Regions from separate parts of the Mus musculus genome. Here all the other regions are linked to region 1. The links are chromatin contacts, called in public Hi-C maps. All regions are on one chromosome and are shown on one strand. The core of a region is the stretch at or near the end of the contact, and the rest is flanking DNA. Distances in the headings are between cores, read along the strand shown.

What was found. Hi-C and Micro-C count contacts between places; a contact is called where the count stands out from the background.
Region 2: a Hi-C map of ventral hippocampal neurons shows a contact between it and region 1, with 1.9 times the contacts expected there. The contact joins two enhancer-like sites.
Region 3: a contact with region 1 is called in a Hi-C map of forebrain, with 5 times the contacts expected there. The contact joins two enhancer-like sites. A contact is called at or near these places in 2 of 484 Hi-C or Micro-C datasets (cortical neurons and forebrain) and 1 of 115 datasets of contacts at active chromatin or transcription factors (bone marrow-derived dendritic cells).

Annotation. Positions count from the first base shown.
Region 1 is chr2:138,032,540-138,035,353 of GRCm38.p6, forward strand. No RefSeq gene overlaps it. Among named protein-coding and RNA genes, the nearest start is that of Gm14062, 160 kb to the left of the region's middle. Within about 2 kb of position 1,387, at least 24 of the 459 cell types and tissues checked have an H3K27ac peak or open chromatin away from gene starts, as enhancers often do. A contact at or near this core is called in cortical neurons, forebrain and ventral hippocampal neurons, where this site is marked.
Region 2 is chr2:138,791,909-138,794,722 of GRCm38.p6, forward strand. No RefSeq gene overlaps it. Among named protein-coding and RNA genes, the nearest start is that of Mir1952, 27 kb to the right of the region's middle. Within about 2 kb of position 1,418, at least 12 of the 459 cell types and tissues checked have an H3K27ac peak or open chromatin away from gene starts, as enhancers often do. A contact at or near this core is called in ventral hippocampal neurons, where this site is marked.
Region 3 is chr2:138,549,890-138,552,703 of GRCm38.p6, forward strand. No RefSeq gene overlaps it. Among named protein-coding and RNA genes, the nearest start is that of Gm14061, 30 kb to the right of the region's middle. Within about 2 kb of position 1,467, at least 21 of the 459 cell types and tissues checked have an H3K27ac peak or open chromatin away from gene starts, as enhancers often do. A contact at or near this core is called in cortical neurons and forebrain, where this site is marked.

The sequences.
Region 1 (2,814 bases), core at 137-2,636:
TACCAGGCATACATGTGTCTTCAATATCTGTGAAAGAGGGGGCCAAAGCAATGAGGAAGGGCAAGGGGAGGAGAGCCAGCAGAAAAATAATAAACTGTCACAAAAATGTTCCACTCTTTAGTTCTAGTGAGGTTCTCAGAAAACTTTGAAACACCAGAATGTGAGTTACTCAAATAATAATCTTTGCTTCTAACCTGTATTTTTAATGGAAATAATGAAGTCCTGAATCAGGTTTGCCTGAGTCTCCTTTCCTTTCCTTCCTTTTGTTTCTTTTGGTTTGCTTTGGGTTTTTGTTTGTTTGTTTGTTTGTTTGTTTGTTTTTATAATCGAATTAACTCCAGAACATTCGGGGGTGCCGGCTGGGATCCTTATCCCCACCAATAGACCAGTAGCTGCCTAATGAGCTGCCACGGGAGCCCCTGTGAGACCTAGGGAAGAATGAGAGGCTGAGCACTGTGACAGACGCTTCAGCCTCGTCAACAGGAATCCAGGCAGTTAATAGATTCCTAGGATTTGAGGGGCTCACACATAAGGCTAGGAAGGTGAGGACTCATCCTTGACAGAGTAATATCCCCGTTCTGCCACCCACTTGAGTTTTGAGTTTGCTCACAGAGACAAGGGTCCTTTTAGGTTGTGCTAGCTTCTGTGGGAGACTGCTGTGAGGGCACGAAGGTGACGACCTCCTCTCTTCTAAGTCCAGACCTTGATACTGGAAGGAAATAAAGCTATGTTTAAAGAGTCAACCATCATGGTGAAGCTTGAACCTTGGGGCCTTGTTCCTGGTAGTAGGAACATTGGAAGGGATGCTGCCCACATACAGTGACTACTGTAAATCATTTCCTCTGTATTTTCCTGGGGATAAAAATTGTGAGTTGAAACAGGTGAGTGGGCGTCATATTATTATGCAAAAAATTAATATTAGCAAAGAAAAGCCTCAAGGGCTGTTTGCTTGTTTTCATCTGAGAATAAGATGGGTTGGAAATGTAGACGTGTGTACATGTTCCCCTGTCTGCCGCCAGGGGGCAGCATCTTCTTGGGCAAAGGGAGGCCAGTGAGGAAGAAATTGCGTCTGGAAGATGCTGTTTGTCGCCTGGTGTCTTAAACCCTGAGGAAAGGAGAAATACCCTCTAAAATGGACTTCTCTAAAGAGATCTAAAAATCCTCAGAAATCAGAGGTCAATTCAAAAGAAACTATGGCTTCTGGGAGATGCTCAGAACATGGAAATCATTGATACTCTGAGAGTATTTCTTCTGAAGGGTTTTCCTTAGATTTTCCTGGATGAGATTTGGTGAAAGCAGATTTATTTTTAACAAATGCACACACATGGCATCCTCTTTCTTAGTGACAGGAACTTCTCATTTTTCCAAAATGTGCTTGGCAAGCTTGGCAGCCAGAGAAACGAGACTGGGAGACCTGCTGTTCCATGGTGCATGACGAGCAACAGAGGAAGCCAGTCTAAACCAGAAACCATCCTCTCAGGACGGATTCGGGAGGATGTTCTGCATTCACAACACTCACGTTCAAAGCTGTGGTTTCTTACTCCGCAGTAATTCTGCACCTTTACATCATTTTCTTATATACATTAGTGGAAAATTGGCGGGGGTGGGGGGGCGTCAGGGGACACGAAGTAGCTAAGGCACTAGACTTAGATAATTCTGTCAGAATTCTCAGCATTATTTTCCTTCATCATCTTTTTTCTTTTCCTACATGTGGCTTTAAGCCCAGTGCTTGTAGCATAAGCCCTTGAAATTCTATCAGCCAGGAAGTTGAGGTTTCTGACAGAATGAATATGCATGGCACACATAATCTACAATTTATTAGGCTGCTTCGCTGGTCATTATTGAGATTTGATTGTAATGCTTAGTGGCGTTAACATCCTCTCCATCCCCCTAACAACATTTATGGTCAGTAATAATATTAGCTCAATCCTTGAGCCTCGCTCTGCTGAATGAACCAAGCGACTTGAGCTCCTCTTGGCTCATTACTTCTAACAGGGCTCCTGTAGTCATGTCACACTCCAGCGACAAGCCTGACAGAATGGCATCTTTTAAATATTATCTCTGACATATTTCTCTGAAATGCTAGCCTTTCAATTAGTGTTATGCACCAGAAGTGACAGATTCTAGAAGAGTCACTTCTACAAGAGAGTACAGTAATAGGTGACCTACCAACAACAGTGGGCTAGAGAAGACATCCATGAATAAGTTCATTATAGCCCCTTGAAGGGGTTTCCACAGCATGGGCATGAACTAGTGGTCAATCAAGATGTCCATATATCTTTCTTTTGGACATTGTTTTTCCATTTCCCAGGTTCTGCATCTTTTGCTACTAAAAGCTGCTTCCTTCACCCATAGGCATTACAGATGCCCAAAGTCTGGTCCCACAGGAGCTCATACGTGATACCCTATTATTGCAGAACGTCAAATGCCTGTCCCCTTTGCCTTTGGGACGCACAAACTGACATGAAAGTTATGCTACAGAGACCTTGTCGGATCAAGCTGAGGTTGAGGTTTCACTCAAAATCACACTCATGCTTGGCTTCTTCTGTTGGGAGCCGCCCCCACATTCGCCGTTACAAGATGGCGCTGACATCCTGTGTTCTAAGTGGTAAACAAATAATCTGCGCATGTGCCAAGGGTATCTTATGACTACTTGTGCTCTGCCTTCCCCGTGACGTCAACTCGGCCGATGGGCTGCAGCCAATCAAGGAGTGACACGTCCGAGGCGAAGGAGAATGCTCCTTAAGAGGGACGGGGTTTTCGTTTTCTCTCTCTCTTGCTTTTTCGCTCTCTTGCTTTTCCCTCTCTCTTGCT
Region 2 (2,814 bases), core at 168-2,667, 760 kb after region 1:
CATATTTTATATTTTTCATAACTTGGCTATTTCTTTTCCAAAAGTCTGGCAATGGTGTAGACCTTAGATTCAAGTTTACATAAGAGATGGATGTCAGGAAGTGGACACAAAGAACATGAACAGGTTTGATAAGGCACTGCACATTTTTCTACTATTTCTACTAGCTTTGGTGACTTTGTCTTATGTTATTGAACAGGGCTATTGATAACTGTTCCTTCTGAACCACTTCTGGGTAGCAACCATTGTCTCCAGGAGGTGATGAATGGGTAGTCTAAATCCAGTAATGAACTAGGGTTGATTCAACTCTTAGTGTCTTCAATGACAGACTTACATCTCTACTTGAGCTCATACTCAGGGAGAAGGGGCTTAAAAATGGCTGCAACAGAAGGATTTATACCACACAACCAACTAAGGCTTCAAGTCATGATAATACTGGAGCCAGTTATTGTGGGTATCTCAGCTGGTATGACACTCAGGATGTACCCCCCACACACTCCGAATTTCTAAATATATCTTTTTGTCAAGGCCAACTATAGAACTTGAACATCTCTTTCCCAAATGCCCTTCTTTTATCATTTTCTTTCCATTATACAATCATTATTTAGATGTGAAAAACCATACAATTATTTCCTACAATCATTTACAGTCTCATAATGCCTCTGAGTAAATTCAGAATTCCTATTTGGATAAAACAAATTATCATAGGTGATATGACCGGTAGCACACTATTATTATGAGTGTCTGCAGGCCATCCTGAGAAATGATTTCTTGCTTGACATATCTGCTAAATGGTAGATTTCTCCTAAATTTCTACCATGATTAAAACACTGTGGCAAACACCTTTATATGGCCCCAAATGGCAGAGAAATGTTTAAGAATAGAACCACAAACTGTTACTTTGTTTGGAGCCACTCTCTCTGCATTGTTGACAAGGTTGGGGAGAAGATGGCATGAACAGTTCCATCATGGCCAAGAAAAATTCAGCTGTCTCTGTAGCCGTTGAGAGAACCTGGTGATTTATGGAAGTCCTTTAAATGCTAACTGAATGTTGTGTGTGGGTGTGTTGAAATGTACTGCCAGGTGGTTCTCAAAAAAAAAAAAAAAAAAAAAAGCCTGCCAGGGCTTAAATCAGCCCTATCATCAGGATCAGAGCAAATGCCTGCTATTTTTCCACCATTTGTCAATTCTATATCAGCACGAGGACACCTGTTAGAAATGCTGTCACCTGATGCATAGAGTCAAACAACAAAATCAGAGTGAGTTTGGTAACAGCAAAGTAGCGTGCTGTGAGAGAGGCCAAGAGCTTCCGGGCAGCTTTCTTTGCCAAATTTACCTCCAGATTGCTGGGCGGTCTTGTCTCTGAACCTACCACCCAGGCAGCAAATCACGCCAACTAATCTGGTACACTGTGTTCCTCAGTAGCTCTGCTTTGAATATATTTGTGTATCTCTCCACCTGCTCTGTCCACCCAAGTGAATGTTCTGCTACTAAATGCATTTAGGCCTTTTTGTTTCCTTTATTAAATTCTTTATTTAATTCAATATATGAGACATTCCATATACAATATGCTCACCATAAAATAAACTACTGCGTCTCCTTAGGAAAAACGTGTCTTAATCTTATGAGACTGACAATTTGATTGAAAACAGATATTAAAATGCCCATGTTAAAAGGGGGCATGAGATGCAGGCTCTCATAAGAATTGTAACTAAGATAAAGAAAAGATTTCAGAAAGGGGATTAATTAAATGTGGAGATGTAAAACCAATGCTATCTTAGGTGAAAATCCATGGGTAAAAAGTTTTCTTAATTAATTAATGTATTTACTTTATATCTGTTTTGCAGCCTCCTATCCTTCCTTTCCTCCCAGTTCCTCCCTCTCACCTTCACTTCCTTCATTAACCCCATCCTCCTTTTCTCTTCAGTAAAGGGGAGCCCTCACATAGATATAAACCTACCTTGACATATCAAGTTGCAGTAGGACTTGGTGCAACTTTGCCTATGTTAGGGGAAAGGAATCCAAAGGCAGGCAACTGAGCCAGTGTCAGCCCCTTGTTCTTACCGTTAGGAGTGAAGTCTGAGCTGCACAACTGTTACACATGTGCAGAAGGCTTTGGTCTCTTCCATGCATGCTCTCTAGTTGGTAGTTCAGTCTCTGTGGGCATCTATGGGTCTATGTTAGTTGATTTTGTAGTGTTTCTTATGGCGTCCTTGACCTCTCTGGCTCTTTTAATCCTTCCTCCCCCTTCTCCACAGGATTGTCCAAGCTCTGCCTAATGTTAGGCTGTGGGTGTAGCATATGTTTCCATCAGTTGTGGGGTAAAGCCATGCAGATGACAGCTATGATAGGTGCCTGTCTGCAAGTATAGCAGAGTATCATTAATAGTCTCAGTGGTGGACTCCCTCCCATGGGGTAAGTCTCAATCTGGGCCAGTCACCGGGTCTCTATTCCCTCAATTTTTTGCTCCATCTTTTACTGCTGCATATCTTATAGGCAGGAGTGGCTTAACTAGCCCCCCCTCATAATTCCTGGGAGTTGCCATTGTCCATTTCTAGCTCAACTCAGAGATAGCTCTGACCACTTCCAGTTTTCTTCCATGTCTTCCACCAACTTGATCCCTCCTTTCTTTTCCTTTTCTTTCTTCTTCTTCTTCTTCTTTTCTTCTTCTTCTTCTTCTTCTTCTTCTTCTTCTTCTTCTTCTTCTTCTTCTTCTTCTTCTTCTTCTTCTTCTTCTTCTTCTCCTCCTTCTCCTCCTTCTCCTCCTTCTCCTCCTTCTCCTCCTTCTCCTCCTTCTCCTCCTTCTCCTTCTCCTCC
Region 3 (2,814 bases), core at 217-2,716, 520 kb after region 1:
TAGTTACTGTTCTTCCTATGGGGTGGCCATCCCTTTCAAGTCATTCCATCCTTTCCCTAACTTTTCCATAGAGGTGACTGTCCTCATTCCAATGGTTGGCTGGAAGTATTTGTATCTGTCTCTGTCAGCTGCTGGTAGAGCCTCTCAGAGGATAGCCACGTTAAACTTCTGTCTGCAAGCACAATATAACATCAGTAATAGTGTCAGTGTTTAGTGCCTGCGCATGGGATGGATCCTAGTTAGGCCGGTCTTTGAATGGCCTTTTCTTCAGTCTCTGCTCCATTTTTGTCCCTGCATTTTTTTTTTTAAAGACAGGATCCATCCTGGCAGATCCTGCTTTTATTATTATTATTATTATTATTATTATTATTATTATTATTATTTGTATGTATGTTCATAAGAGAAATTGGTTAATAAGAGTCTTTCCTGAATTGGTATGATGGAGCAACAAATATTAAAACAATAGTTTTAAAAAACCATATTTCTATAATCAGGTACTTATAAAGAACAACTGATTTTTCAAATTGAATGATTTTATAGGCGGGAATTCTGCTTAGCACTTTTGCAATGCGTAGAGTCCCAGTGTCATTAGAACATAATATTCTGCTATTGAAACAGTTTCACTTAAATGGCAAGAATATACAGAGTTTACCACAAAGACAAAATGAGAGGCATAGGACTTATCCTAAGTAATATAGAGTTAAGTAGGGCTACAGACTAGCAAACAGGTAAGGAAGACACTGTATGAATACTGCCATAAGAGGAGAGCCAATGCTCCAGGGGCCCAGGACTTTGGGGTGAATAGCGCGCACGCGCGCGCACACATATACACACACACACACACACACACACACACACACACACGCACACGCACACGTGCGCGCGCGCACACACACATTGTCTATGCATGGGTATATGCAGGAATACTTATTAACATCACACAGTTCAATTACAACCAGAGACATTCTTTTGAGATGTGTTCGCCTCAAGTACTGATCTGCATTGGGTTTTGAAATAAAATTTCTTTTTCTTCTTCATTGGAAAGAAAATATTTGGATGAATTTTTCTATTTTATGCCAACACAGATTAAATAATGAAATATGTTTCTGGATCCTGAAAGTGTAAGTTAATGTATTTGACAAGATTTCTGTTCAGTTTTGCTAGTTCAGATTCCCTTTCCCCTAATTATTCATTTTCTGCAAACTTCCTTTTTATTAACATATGTTACCTTGTACATTTTTCCACATGTCTATTTTATCAATGTTCTTTTTTTTTTTTTATGTCAAATGCTACTGGCTTGTGTTTTTCTTTTATTTTCTTAAGGACTGCAGTTTCTCTGTAGTCTGTCCTTACAATCTATAAAGCATTCTGGCCTGGAGGACTTTCCACAAGTCATCCCTGTGTAGGAGGTGCTGTTACTGTTGCCATTCTTGAGATGACCCTGGGGGAGCAGGTAGGCTATGTAGCTTCCACTGGGTTTTAAATGAGCACAGGCAGCTTCAGACCTACTGTGTGTGGGTTTAGCAGCAGTTCCTCTTAGCAATCCTAAAATATCTCAGATAACTGCATCTTAGACATACATAAATTATCTGGCTCTAGAATGCATGAATTTTCTTGTTCTGTTTTCAAATTCACTAATTGCTCTTTTTAGTTTTCTTTAAATTCATTTAGTTTCCTTCACATTTCTCCTTTAGATAGTCCACGTGCAATGCTTCTTTCTCTTTTAGTTTCAAAACCAACGTTCCGTTAAATTTGGCACAAAGCCGCCTCCATATGAGCAAGCTGCAACCTAATCTAGTGTATAAATGAGCTGCAACTGAACTGCTATATTCTTGCAATAAGTAGCCAAGTCTCTGCAAACCAAGCAGCTGGGCTCTCAGCTGATCACAGCCTGCTGACTGCTCAGTGTGTCCAAAGAACGCTTTTCTCCATCCAACTATTTTTACATGTCACTTCCTGGTTCAGCTTGCTACCTGATTCATGAATCTCCTCTCTGCTTAAGTAAATAAACTGCTAAATTTAGTCCATTTAAAGATGTTCTTGCAACAGTAATGAGAGGTTTGAACACAAAACCGAGGGAAGCATGCAGTACCTCACTATCTCATATAAATGGTCTCTTGATTATTACTCTGTGCATATTCTCAGTTATAAGCATTGTCCTCTATTGTGACCAAGCAATTACTCAGAAGCGCACAGAGGCATTAATTTCCAAATAATTAGATTTTATTTGATTACTTTCTTTAGTAATTTCTATTTTTACTGAACAATAATAAGAGTATGTGATTTCTACTATTTTCAACTCTTGGATCTGTTAAGATCTTTTGGGATCTCTTTCAATAGAGAAATAGGGTCTTTACTGAAAGGGAAAATTTTTTTTCAGAGTAAATGAAAACATTTAGCTATGTCTAATAAATATTCAAGACTATAATGTTAAAATTAAGAGCCAAAGAAAAGGGAGAAAAGAAAAATATTGTCTGTACAGTGTTGATTAAAACTAATAATCAACTCCAGTTCCATTTGCATTAAACTTTGTATGTTTTCTTCTTCAGGAGAGCCTTTCCTCTCTATGTGGACTATATTTTATTGATGCTTATTCTGTAGTTTAGAAATGTATCTATTATTATCTATACTTCCTGATAACCTTAAGTTTGTAAAGGACACCTCCTCAGAGGAGAAGCAGCCCCTTTCTCTCTTCATGTGAAGAATACTCCATGGCTCTCATTTTGTTAGACACCCCTCAATTCCCAACATAGTCTCTCACATTTGTTAAAAACCAAGATTACGACTAATGAGTCACTGGTTGAACCACAAACC